Linked DNA regions of Mus musculus: regions 1 and 3 are each linked to region 2. The links are chromatin contacts, called in public promoter capture Hi-C maps. All regions are on one chromosome and are shown on one strand. The core of a region is the stretch at or near the end of the contact, and the rest is flanking DNA. Distances in the headings are between cores, read along the strand shown.

What was found. Promoter capture Hi-C pulls out the DNA fragments that hold promoters and counts their contacts.
Region 1: a contact with region 2 is called in a promoter capture Hi-C map of hippocampal neurons, with 2.7 times the contacts expected there. The contact joins the enhancer-like site here to the promoter of Plat in region 2. A contact is called at or near these places in 6 of 39 promoter capture datasets (cranial neural crest, hematopoietic stem and progenitor cells, hippocampal neurons and 3 more), 4 of 484 Hi-C or Micro-C datasets (the HL-1 cell line, adipose-derived mesenchymal stem cells, cerebellum and 1 more), 2 of 115 datasets of contacts at active chromatin or transcription factors (embryonic stem cells and extraembryonic endoderm stem cells) and 1 of 9 other capture datasets (embryonic stem cells).
Region 3: a contact with region 2 is called in a promoter capture Hi-C map of second pharyngeal arch cranial neural crest. The contact joins the promoter of 1810012K16Rik here to the promoter of Plat in region 2. A contact is called at or near these places in 6 of 39 promoter capture datasets (the HPC-7 cell line, cranial neural crest, embryonic stem cells and 3 more) and 2 of 9 other capture datasets (adipose tissue and embryonic stem cells).

Annotation. Positions count from the first base shown.
Region 1 is chr8:22,430,348-22,434,615 of GRCm38.p6, forward strand. No RefSeq gene overlaps it. Among named protein-coding and RNA genes, the nearest start is that of Mrps31, 21 kb to the left of the region's middle. Within about 2 kb of position 2,819, at least 148 of the 459 cell types and tissues checked have an H3K27ac peak or open chromatin away from gene starts, as enhancers often do. A contact at or near this core is called in the HL-1 cell line, cerebellum, embryonic stem cells and 1 more, where this site is marked.
Region 2 is chr8:22,754,735-22,759,271 of GRCm38.p6, forward strand. Plat (plasminogen activator, tissue) reads left to right here and starts at 2,988. Exons shown (of 14, transcript NM_008872.3): 1 at 2,988-3,094.
Region 3 is chr8:22,396,850-22,401,104 of GRCm38.p6, forward strand. 1810012K16Rik (RIKEN cDNA 1810012K16 gene) reads left to right here and starts at 1,872. Exons shown (of 3, transcript NR_045473.1): 1 at 1,872-2,134; 2 at 2,298-2,429; 3 at 2,596-2,742. It overlaps Slc25a15 (solute carrier family 25 (mitochondrial carrier ornithine transporter), member 15), which reads right to left and starts at 1,772. Exons shown (of 7, transcript NM_181325.4): 1 at 1,591-1,772.

The DNA.
Region 1 (4,268 bases), core at 1,569-4,068, 320 kb before region 2:
CTGCACTGCTCGCAACACTCGTATCTCCCAAGCTCCCACAGAACGGTTCACTGAGCTCTCAACACTCAATGACTTTTGTAACCCAAAGTTCCTCAAAACAGTGTGATCAGGTCTGTCACACCAGTAACCCACTCCTGACACCAACTTGTCTTAGGGTTTCTATTGCTATGATCAAACACCATGACCAAAGCAACTTTGGGAGGCAAGGGTTTATTTGGCTTTCCCTTCCATATCAGTGTTCGCTGAAGTCAGGACAGGAGGCCATGGAGGAGCGCTGCTGACTTGTGCTTTCCATGGCTTGCTCAGGCTGCTTTTTTATAGAATGAAGAACCACCAGCCCAAGGACGGCCCCACCCACGAAGGGCTGGACCCTTCCCCATCAATCACTGACTGAGAAAATGTCCTCAGGCTTGTGTGCAGCCAATCTTACGAAGACATTTTCCTAATTGAGGTTCCCTCCTCTTAGATGACTTCAGCTTGTGTCAAGCTGACATAAAACCAGCTGGCACAGACGGGATTTGTGCTTTCCACCTGGGACGATGCAGCTTCTGCCACAGCACATCCAAGATGGTTCAAGATACAGCCCAAAGACAATTCAAGACAAGCCTCCTTTCGGTTAGGCGTTTGGCTCCTCCCACCCTGGCTCCTCCCCATGATTACTCTTTATCATCTTCTTAAACTTTTGCCTTCTCTTAAATGTTTCCCAGAGTTCTTCCTGGATCAAGTCGTCTCCATCACTGGGTCCACATTAGAGCAATGGCTGTCCTAGCGAGGGCCCAGGTGGGCCCAATCTGCAGTCTCATCTAACTCAGTAAAAGCCCCGTGTCTAACTAATTGCCTTCAAAAAGCATCTCAGGAGCTCATGATCACAATCACACAATCCACTGCAGACCGTCCAGTTAAAACATTCCCTCTTACATAAGGCCAACCTGACCCGTGCGCCCTCAGAGCCTGGCACAGAGTCTAGCCCCATAGTCCTCTCCAGCAGGAAGCCCCCAATGAAAGAAAACGTCACCCCTTCTTCTTACCTGTCCTCGTTGTCTGGAATGAAGAGTTAGTTCTCGAAGGCCTCAAGCAGGCTGAGATACTCCAAACAGGAAAGTACTTGACCGAAAACACCTGTGGGCTGGCAGGAGGATCCCGGAAGTTTTTGATAAGGTGACGGGCGACTGACCTGCAGATGGAAAGTTCCCCCTTTCCACCTTATAAAGCCCCAAGCCTGCTGTGCCACATGTGCAGACTCCATATCCACGGGAGACAGATGTCCCTCAGTTGTTCTGACTAAAGGACAATTCTGTCTTTGGAGACGCTGGTTTCTGCTTTCCTTTCTTCCCCGTGGCTCCTCCATCAGTTTTGAGCTAACACTCACAGCCTCAGGTAAACACATCCAGGACCAGCCTTGACCATGTCTGAGCAGCGTGGGCTGATGGAGGACAGTAGGGTGAGGAAAAAGCTGAAAGTTTGGCATCTCCCTTGTCTTCTATATAGGGTTTCTCTCCCTGTTGGTCAGTTTACCTTTCTCAGAGATCTGTCATAATCATAGTCCTCTATTCTGTTAAACTACTGAAGATTCAGATGGAAAAACTGAAGGATAGAGTGGGTGTCCAAGGCTGTTGTACTCACTCCTCCTGGGGCGACCAAACATCTGTTCACCCTGATCAGTCACCAATACAAAGGAAAGGTCCTGTTTTTTTGCTTTATTTTATTTATATATATTTAGTTAGATAGATATTTGTTTTCCGCTGAAAGAAAGAAAGAAAGAAAGAAAGAAAGAAAGAAAGAAGGAAGGAAGGAAGGAAAGAGAGAGCGAAAGAAAGGCTGTGGATGTTGGTCAGTGAGGAAACGGAGAATCTGGGAGGAGTTTGGGTGTGGGAAACCATCAGAATATAGAGCATGAAAAACTATATTTCCAATTTAAAAAATAATAATAAGCTATTCTTTTTTTTTTTACCCCAGAAGGGGAGAACCAGGCAGGGCACAGTTGAATAAGAAAAGGAAAACAATAAGTTTTCATATTAATTGTGATTAGCAAGCTTACTAGAGAAATATTTGGTTACACGGGAATAAGAAAAGGCGAGAAGGGCTGGTGAGATGGTTCAGCAGTTAAGAGCACTAACTGCTCTTCTGGAGGTCATGAGTTCAAATCCCAGCAACCACATGATGGCTCACAACCATCCTTAATGAGAAACAAATAAAAGACCTATGGGCAAGCGGGGCAGAGCGAAAGGGGGGGGGGGAGAAAATAGAAAAGAAAAGAAAAGATAAGGAAGTGTCCCTGGCCTGGGACATCAGAGCCAACGCTGCTCTACTGACGGCTTCTCTCTGTGAACCTGCTCGCCCTGCCTCTTTTCTGCAGAGTGTAACACCTGCTCTTCTGCGAGCAGGGACTGCCACCAATATCTGTCTAGACAGCAAACCTGCTTGCTAAAGGCAAAACTAACTGTCTTAATTAGAAGCCTTTCCATTTCAGGCTCACACTACCTGCTGTGTCCCAGGATGGCCACTTGGCCACTGGGCTGCCACTTGATCACCTGGGCACACCTTTTCAACACACATACCTTGCCCTAGCTCTGGAACATGGTGGCCCCAGCATACCTGTTTGCACACTTGCCACATCCCAGAGCCACTAAATGGTGTCCTGGACACACTAGTCTGAAGGCCATTTTTGTCCCTGGGGTGCAATGTGGTAGGCTGGGCATGGCTGTCTGCACCCGTACCCTGCTAAGGCAGTGTAGCCTCGTGTTTACAGGAACTCTGTGTCCCAGCATTCTGACATGTCTATTCGCACACACGCTATTTCCCAGAGCTGCCACATGGTGGCGCTGTTCCACCACCTACACATGGCAGAGTAGGCTTGCTTGTTCACAAATCCACCGTGTCCCAGCACTACCTTTGGTGGCTAGGACATTTGGTGCCTGTTCTGAGCTTGGTTAACTGAGGGGCGTTGGTGGTGGGGTTATGATAACAGACGTGCCTTATCCAAGCACCACCTCATGGTGGCCTGGGCACATCTATTCATTTGCTTACCATGCCCTAGTGCCACCATGTGGTGGCTTCAGCAAGCCTGCTTACACACTTGCCAGGTCACACCACCATTATGTCATCTCCTGGGCATGACAGTTAAATGCCCAGGGGTATCAGATGCTTGCTGTGTCCCAGGGCCACTACATGGCAGCCTGGACATGCCTGTTCACATATGTACCATATCCCAACACCACCACAATGCAGGCTGGTTTCACCTGTGTGCATGCAACTGTGTTCAAGCACTGCCAAGCAGTGGCTTGGGTGTGCCTGCTTGTATGCATGCCGTGTCCCAGCCATGACACATAGCTGCCAGGGCACACCAGTTTGCATGATTTCTGTGTCCTAGTACCAGCATGTGACTGCCTGAGAATACCTACCGATTCACACACCTACTATGTCCCGGGGCTGCCAAGTTATGGTTTGTGCACACTTCTTTGCCTGCTTACCATGTTCCAGGACCTCCATGTGGCAGACTTGGCACACCTTTTCACATGGCTGCTTGGACATGGTAGTTCATATGTATATCATGTTCCAGCACTGCCTGGGCATGCCAGTTCATATGTATGTCATGTTTCAGCACTGCCTGGGCATGCCAGTTCATATGTATGTTATGTTCCAGCACTGCCTGGGCATGCCAGTTCATATGTATGTTATGTTCCAGCACTGCCTGAGCATGCCAGTTCATATGTATGTCATGTTCCAGCACTGCCTGGGCATGCCAGTTCATATGTATGTCATGTTCCAGCACTGCCTGGACATGCCCGTTCACATGCCTGCTATGTTCCAGTGCCAACACATGAGCCCATGCTCACCTGTCTGCACATATATTGTGTCCCAGAGCCTCAAATCACTAGCCAGATCATACCTGCTAGCACACCTACTATGTCTTAGCCTTGCCAGCCAGCAGCCAGGACACATCTGCACCATATCCCAGCACCATTGTGGAGTGGCTTGGACACATGCATTTGCACACCTACCATATGCCAGTGCTGCCAAGTGGTGGCCAGGCATGCCTATTCTCACCTGCCACATCTCTAGGCAGCTGTAGGGTATATACATTCTGTGTCTCTACGCCATTGCGTGACATCCTGAGCTCTCCTGTTCACACACATACCATGTCCCCCGCATTGCTACCTAGTGGTCTGGGCGGCTGCCACATGGTGGCCTATCACATCCCAGGGCTGCCATGTGGCAGACTTGTCAGAGACATTTACTAAATGCCTGCCATGTCCCAGATTTGCCAC
Region 2 (4,537 bases), core at 1,738-4,237:
AGACAGAAAAGAGCAAACTTCCTGGTGTCCAACCTGGCCCTCTGCCTTGGGCCACATAGCTCTTGGGTGACTAGCCGCTGGATTGGAAGCTCAATGAGGTGGCAGTGGGCCCAAAGAAAGGAAATCCTAGTTTGAAGATTCAAAACAGATCAACCTAAGGAACTTGATTCCTACCACCAAGGAACTGACTGAAAATACAATCTGTTTGGAAAGAAGTTGAATAGATTCCGGAGCAAGACCATGGTAAGTCACTAAAAGCACATTTCTGTCATTGGAACCTGCCTGTATGGACAGCTGCTGCTTCCTCATGCTGGTGTAAGATTCATGAGCTGGGCATATCCAGATGTGCCTGCATCTGGTATGAAGTCACTTTCTTTTTCTCAGAGTGGTATGCAGGTACCATGAAAGAAACTGAAAAGAAAAATCCATCCGTTGCTACAGCAATCGAGCCCTAATGCTGTGTTTTAATCTTTATCTACTCATCCTTGTGGGGTTTATAGAATTTACATCACACTTAGGGGCAAGGTGATATTCCTAATTTTGGTATGTCTATATAACTGTGGTATCAATCATCCTCAGACCATACAATACTGTACTATGCTGATATGTCGAATGCCAATACTCCTCTATTTTTGAGCATCTAAATTATCTTCAGTGTCACATGATCAAAACAATGGTTTAGACCAGGCTTCTGGATGGTGCATTCTTGGAGTTCAAGGTCAGCCTGAGTTACATAGTTCCAAAACAAGCAAGCAAGCAAACAAACAAACAAACAGAACCCAAGGTTTTATAATCATGTGTGGAATTTTAAAACTTATTGTTATTAGGTTAAAATTTCAGAAGTCTGCTCCAGGAGAATTGCCTGATTTTTAACTTTTCATTTTCATCACTTCGAACGATTTGTTAGAATAGTGCAAATCCCTCTTGTACAGTCTGGTAAGCGATTCTTCATAGCTATCACCATCTCCAAGAGGACTTTGCTTTGTCCTATCCATTTTTTTCCTCAGGGAGTGCATGAGCCTGCAATTCACCCACCTGGTCCAGCTAGCCAGTGTAAGTCTCCAGTGCAGATGAAGGCCTGGACAGTATATGCTGCCTTTACTACTTCTAAGCGGATATGAGCGAACGTCTGTTAACTCTAGACTGAGAACAGACAAAGGAAACAATTCCATGGGTCTAGCCTGGAGAACTAAACAGTGAATTCAACTGGGGTAACTTCCAGAAGTATGAGATGAGGGGTGTCCTCTGGTCAAGTCCCTCACAAAGAAAAGTCCCTCACCACCTCAGCATTTGTTAATAGCCCATCCCTGTGTCCTCGGGGAGAAATGGGGCAGGGAGATGCAGGTCTATGAGCCTTGGGCCTTAATAGGGTCTAATTTCAGGGCAGGACCAGCCATGGCATGCATGAGGAGTCCCTACATCCCAGCAGTGTATTCCCAATAATGCCATCTGGATATTTACCTCATTTGTCCTTAAAAGCTGATCCCCTTTTAAAGGAGATGCTTTTAGTCTGTACACAGAGCACCTGCCTCCTGGTTAATAGCTGTGTTGTCAGCTTCTTGCCCACTTCTCTTTCCTTGGGCTATCCTGGGAATCACATCACTTCTTAATTAGTTTTCTCATCATGGTTTTTGTCCTGATACCTCGTCAGCTGTCCACTTCCATTGCCCCCAACAAAGGGATCATTAAGCCAACTCTCTGCCCCCACAGGTGACACACACTACAGAGAGGACCCCCATTGCAGAAGCTAGCCTTAGGAACTCTTTCTTCAGCACTTCATTTTCTTATCCATCTGCCCCCAAGTTATTGTACTTGGAGCCCTTTGGAGCAAAGGGCTCCTAGGCAAGTTTCCCAGGATGTGATATCATTAAGATTTATTTTCACTCCCCCCACCCCACCCCCCTGCAATCCTTTGACTAAAATCAAAGTTCCCATTGTTATGGTATCAGCTTCCCATTTGTATTTCTGGCTCTTCAGTCTTGCTTCCCACCCCCCCCCACCCCCACCCCCCGGAGTCTGACAGGGGAAACAGACTCACAGGTGGTAGAAACACAAAAGCTGGGGTTTCGGAGGATGTGTGTGTGTGTGTGTGTGTGTGTGTGTGTGTGTGTGTGTGTTTATGGAGGGGAGTGTGCATTTAGCAAAACTCAGGGCACCTGTGATTACTGAGAAACCCTCCTCTCAGCTCCACGCCAGCCGAGATTGACAGAGGCCACTCGCCCACCCCTCTGATGTGCAAGCAGCTGCAGATGAAGACTAAACTGGAATTTTGGGTGACCTGGTGCCCCGAGACTGCCGAGGCTTTGGTAGGTTGTGAAAGGGTCATCAGAATAGTAGTTTTCAGGAGCTTTTATTGTCTGCCTCCGGGGTGTGGGGCTTAGAAGAAGGATGGCTTAGGATAGAATTTCAGGGTGCTGAGGCTGAGAGACCTGCCCATTTCCCCACTTTTCTCAATTCTCTGAGAGATCTCTGCTGAGATGCCGCAGAGAAGCACCTCAGTCTAGGAGAGCAGGTCAGAGGTAGGGAGCGCACCAAAAGTCATGTGCGTTCTATCTCCAGTCACACCCAACCCAGCTTATCATCATCTGCCCGGCCAATTAATTGCCCACGTGTCCTGAGGGGTAGTTGCTTCAAATTCCAGAAGACCTCTCCCCCATCCCCAACTGGGCGGGGCTGTTTAGAACTATAAACTCATGGGTCAAGACAGGAGCTTAGAGCAGCAGATCCTTACAGTTCCTTTTAGGCCTTTGAGACCGGGGTTTTAAAACAGGATGAGTCTTAAGTCCCCTCCAACTCTGAAAATTCCTGTGATTCGATGACATCAGTACGGTGAATAATCAAACTGGCGGCAAGCCAAGACTGGCTGTGCTCCTCCGCGCGCACTTCCTCCCCCTCCTTAGAGACACCGGCTGCTCCATTGGCTCCTCAGTCCACCCACCAGCAGAGGAGAAACCCCGCCCACACCTCTGGCCCCACCCCTTCTTCATCCTTCAAATTGGCTGGAGCTGTTCAGGGAGACAGAGCCTGCAGGAACTCAAGAGCTCAGCGTCAAGGAGAGGCCCCTGCAAGAGTGGGAAAGAAGCAAGCACTCTCGGTAAGTTAATTTCTGCCGGTATCTAACAGCTGACTCTTCTTCTGTCCCTTTAAAGTCTTTGGGGGCAAACTGAGCCAGTGAAGGGATGCTTAATGGAAGCACAGACAGAGGACCAGCCAGCATCATCCAGGGTTCTTTGCAATGACCCTGGGTAAGCTGAGGTGAGAGGGAGAGAATGGGAGAGAGGTGTCTCTTGCAGAAGTTTTGCTTGCACAGGGGAGAAAGCAAACAGAATGACTCCGGTTCTTTCAACAGACAATGGGAGCAGCACTAACGGGCAGTAACTAGATTCAGCTGCCTTCCTGAGCTGAGAAGCCAGAGTTGTATGGCTACCTTCTGACCAAGGAACACACTAAAAAACAGGCTGGGCATCAAGGAGGGGGCATTTTGCCTGGGCAGCATGATTAACTAGGCTGGCAGAGAGAAGCTGAGATTTTTAGGAACCTCTCATTACTAGTGGGAGTCAGGATGCAAAACCTCTCGTCTCTCGGGAGTTCATCGCATCCTCTCTTCCGTTCTTCCAGTCAATCTCACCCTTGGACATCAAGCACAGATGTGTTTGCTTTTTCATGCTGCAGCTGGAAGAGTCTAAAGGCTCTCTGGATTCCTTCAGGACCTTTGTTTTCTTAACCTCACAGAAACAGCGGGAGGATGGATGGAGTGGGGGGAGGGAGAGATGGTGTGGGCGTGGGAGGAAAGTATGCAGCGCTCCAAGATAACTAAGGACGAAGCTTCAGTGCAAAGAAAAGCAGTAGCAATGCTTTAATTTGATGGCCAGCTTAGAATGATGCCGTGGTCTTCCGCAGCTGATAATGGGGCAGGGGCATATACAAAAAACGTGTGTCTGTTGTGGTGGTGGATATTTAACAATCCTGCGAGCGCGTCACAAATACAACTGGAGTACACTTACAGAAAAATACAGCTAGGGATTTTCACTGAGATCCAGACGTGGCCTGTCCAGAACAAATCTATGCAGGTCAGTGGAAGGTAGAGTGGGCACAGCCAGTGAGGGTTAAATAATATTCAGCCCCAGACCAGATACTGGAAACACTATAATGTAAACAGTCCCTCTGACCATCCTGTTCAATCCACCTAAAGTGTTTTTAGGAGAGCCAGCCTGTATCCTGGCAGGGGCAGTACTAGCTGCACCCCCCCACCCCGGACCAACTGGATTAGGACGGAGTTTCCAGGACACCCCCAGATTATTTGGAAAGTCTCCTGTGAGTTCTACAGCAGCTGGCCTGCTCTCTCCCAGACCCAGGATGCTTGATGCAGCCGGGAGGAGCAGAGGAACATCTATATTTCCGCTAAGGCTTTGGGGACTGAAGCTGCACACATCAAGACTGCTCACTGAGCAGGGTGCTCGGCCAAAGCCAGAGAGTGACTCAGAGTTGCCTGCCAGGCTCGTGGACTGGAAAGACTGGTGTGAGGGTTGTAAGGTGA
Region 3 (4,255 bases), core at 622-3,121, 360 kb before region 2:
ACTCCTCATCACAATGAAGGGGCTGGTGCATTAGGCCAGGACTCTTTCAAATACCAAAGCCATCCAAAAAGTCCAGAAAATAAGGGCAGAATTTAAAAAAAAAAAAAGTCAATGACCTTATTCCAAGAACCTTTCTTTCTTTTAAAACTAGCAACCTGGTGATTACAGAAACACCTGTGCCTACATTTTTGCAGGGAAAGTAAAAGACCAACCAGGTGGTGGGGAGTATCCACAGTGGTCTCAGAGGAGCTTCAATGTGTTCATTTGTTTCCTCAGGAACTATTCTTTACTAACTTTGGAGGCATAGAAAAGTGTATCTAATTAGGCAGTCACTATAAATCCAACCCTTTCACATACACCAAATGAAAACATTTCAAGTCCTAGAGAAATAATATGTGCAGAATTAACCTTTAATCCCCCCCCCCCCTCCAAGAGCCAAAGGGACAGTAAGTTTGCTGTGAACTTGAGTCTCCTAGAAATGTTAGAAAGGCCATGAAGTCGCATCAACTTGGGGACAAGACCTACATGAGGATGAAAGCAATAGACACACTAACATGGATAAGGAAATCTCGGGGGAGGGGGTCTCAACCCTTGACAAAGAACTACAAACGAGTAAGGAAAGCTGGGAATGGGGGCATAGTCTTCCCCAGAGTACAGTCCCCAGTTGGTTATCCACCATATAGAGACAAGTAGCATTATATGTCCTGAGAAAAAGAGGCCATGAATTTGAAAGGGGGTAGGGGATATGGTTACACCGAAGGGGTTAGGCGTAGAAAAGGGAAGGGAGGAAATGATGTTAATTACAATTTTAAAAAGATATATTTTTTTAAGTGCTTTCCCGTGCTGGGAATTAAACCTAACTTCCTGCATACCAGGAAAGTACTCTTAACACTTAGCCCCCTTCTCAGGGGTATCTGTCAAATTATAGAAGACAGAAACGCTACTAACAGATGAACCCAGAAAGAATGCACAAGGACCTGAGTATCACCTGTGGCTTGGGGGATATGCAGGACCTGCAAAAACCAGACCGGTCTGCGCGGATTTAAACTAATTTAGGAGCCTGCTGTACCATTTGGAGTAGAAACCCCGAATCCTTTGAGCGTCTCACCCTCTTCCTTCAAACTACCCAGCAGTCCCAGAAACAACGCCGCCGACACAACCACTGGTTCCTAGGGTGCCAGAAAGAACTTCCCGGGTGCTCAGCGCAGGTGAGGCTGCCTTTCGCTAAGGAGGGACCCGTCTGGAGCTGCAGCTGGAGCTGCAGCTGGGCTGCAGAAGGCCGCCTGCCTGCCACCACCATCAATCGAACCCCTCGGGCCCAGCCCGGGACAACCGGGGTGCCAACTACTGCCGCAGCTGCGGAGCGCTTCACCCGGCCTGACCCGGATTCTGCTCTGCTCCGCGCAGCGCGCGCACACTGGCCACCGCGCCCGCCCGCCCGAACCTCCGCGTCTCCCGGGACCCCGCAGCGAGCCCGGTGCGCGCGCCCGGAGCCGCGGCACGTGTGCGGCAGGGCGGGGACTGTCAGCCGCGTTCCCCAGCCGGGCCGGTCGCCCACTCGCTCGCTCCCGCCCGCTCCCGCAGCCTCACCGCCGCGCCTGGCTGTGTCCGGCTCGCCCTCTGCCGCCCGCGCGCTCCGCTGGCGGCCGCGGGCCCCCGGGCAATTTTTAAGGTCGCCCTGTGGGTCCGGCCCTCGGGCCCTCCCTCCTGAGACCCCCTCCACCAGCCCTCCCTCCGGAGGCCACGCCCTCCTGAGGGCCCGCCCTCTCGAAGTCCCGCCCTACCGGCCCTCCCCCACGCGAGGCCCCCTCCGCCCCTCCCTCCCGAAGGCTGGCCAAGGAAACGGAAATCTGCTCTCCTCGCTGACTGCCGAGCTGGCAGCCTCCGGGAGGACTCACCTTGAGGTCTCCCAGCGTTATCCAGCCCCAGGAGGCTGTGGCTTTAACAGTAAATGGAAAGTACTAGAATGGTAGTGGTGAACTATAAGTTCCCTTATGGGCAGCTTTTTAAATCATCTGTTTATTTGTCTACAGACAGGGTCTCGCATAGCCCAGGCTTAACTTGCTATATGGCTGAGGGTGGTCAGGAACTTCCTGATCTTCCTACCTCCCCCTTCCAAGAGAAGGAATTTCAGGTTTGTTCCACCAGGCTTGGATTTGTGAGGTGGCTGGGATGAAACGTGGGGCTTCCTGCATGCTAGGCAAGCGCTCTGCCAACAGAGCTACATCCCTAGGTTTTAGTTGCTTGTCTGATTGTCTATTTTGTGTCGCTTTAGGTTTCATTCTTTCTCCCCTAAGGAAATCCATTCCCAGGAACATTATGGAAAAGACAACAATATAAGCTGCCGCTGCAGGTTTTATAGTTCCCAGCGATATATTCCTGAGGCTTTAATTAGAAGCTCAAAGTGACGCTGGAGTGAGGGCGCAGAGGTAAAGAACCTTTGATACTTATCAACTTGACTCAGCCTAGAATCAGTAGAGGGATTGCCTAAATCCAGTCAGTCTGAGGATGGAAAGGTCCGTAGCAGCAATGTCTTGATCAGTAATTGATGCTGGAGAGCCCAGCCCACTATGGGTGGTGTCATTCCTCTGGCAGGAAGTCCTGGATTGGAGGGGGGAAAAAAGCATCGTCCAGAGATCAACCAAGAAAGTGAGTCGGTAATCTGTATTCCTACATGGCTTCTGCCTTGACTTCCTGCCTTCCGTCAATCTGGAAGAGAATGCCAAATAAACCTTTTCCAAGCTGCAGTTTAGGCAACAGTGTTTCATTGCTGCAACAGAACGAAACTAAAATTCAGTTCTTAGCCCACATCTGGTAGCGCCCAAGTCCAGCGCTGGTGTGTATCCAGCTCCCCCGTCTGGCTTCTGTAAGCATCTGCAGGTTCCTTCAGGGGTACACACACACACACACACACACACACACACACACTACACATAAATAAAATAAATCTTTAAAAAAGAATCATAAAATCAAAAGGAGCAGGGAATACTTAAGAAAACTGTGGTTCACAGGAGTGATAAAACTATCTTTAACTCTAGCCCTATTCAATTGGAAGAGTCTCAGGGTCATGTGACCCCTACACCACCAGCTTCCCACTCCGCTTCAGCCTCCCTATGAGCCTTTTCACGTTTTTAAAGATTCCTTTAATTCTGAAATTGATGTGTATGTATGAAAACATGCATGCTGGCACCTGTGGAGGCTGCAAGGCAAAGTTGTCCCTTGAACAACAAGAGGTACCAGTGGTGAGCCGTCTTCCTTGTGTGCTTCCTTTATAGTGATGTGTTTGTGTGTCAAGTTGAGGGGGGAGTGTCAATTGTACTGGCTGGTTTTGTGTGTCAACTTGATCCAGGCTGGTGTTACCACAGAGAAAGGAGTTTAGTTGGGGAAGTGCCTCCATGAGATCCAGCTGCAAGGCATTTTCTCAATTAGTGATCAAGGTGAGAGGGCCCCTTGTGGGTGTCCCTGGGCTGGTAGTCCTGGGTTCTATAAGAAAGCAGGCTGAGCAAGCCAGGGGAAGCAAGCCAGTAAGTAACATCCCTCCATGGCCTCTGCATCAGCTCCTGCTTCCTGACCTGCTTGAGTTCCAGTCCTGACTTCCTTTGGTGATGAACAGCAATGTGGAAATGTAAGCTAAATAAACCCTTTCCTCCCCAACTTGCTTCTTGGTCATGATGTTTGTGCAGGAATAGAAACTCTAAGACAAGTGAGTGCTCTTAACTGCTGACCTACCTCTCTGTCCTCTTGAAAACAGCATGTCACAGGCAAAGAACACTGCTCTCATTGGACAACAAAGTGTGTCTCAGGGCTGACTTCCAAATGAACAAACAGTCACACACAGGACTCTCTGCTCAAGGTAATGGTGACTACCCTTGGGATTATGCAAGATATCAGTGTGGCTGGCCAGTAAGGCAGCAGGTTTGACGCAGGTGAGAGGACAGACTGACTGACTACAGGAATCAAACCTTTGTCGGTGTACCAGAATTTCACAATGTGCAGGTTAATGACATCATGGGGCAGGGGGTGGGGGGCAGATAACGCAGTGTGAAACTGGAGTTGCAAGCAAATCACAAACACAGAACATCTTGGATTCAAATGTGCACTTGGTGATCGAGGAGAAAGAAATTAATGCTCTAATTACACATCCTCATACCCACTAAGTATTCTTGACTACTGATAGAACTTCTGTTGCAAACTCCCTTGGGTCTTGTTTGGAGTCAGTACAACCAATCTTTGACACTGAGAAAAACAAACATAG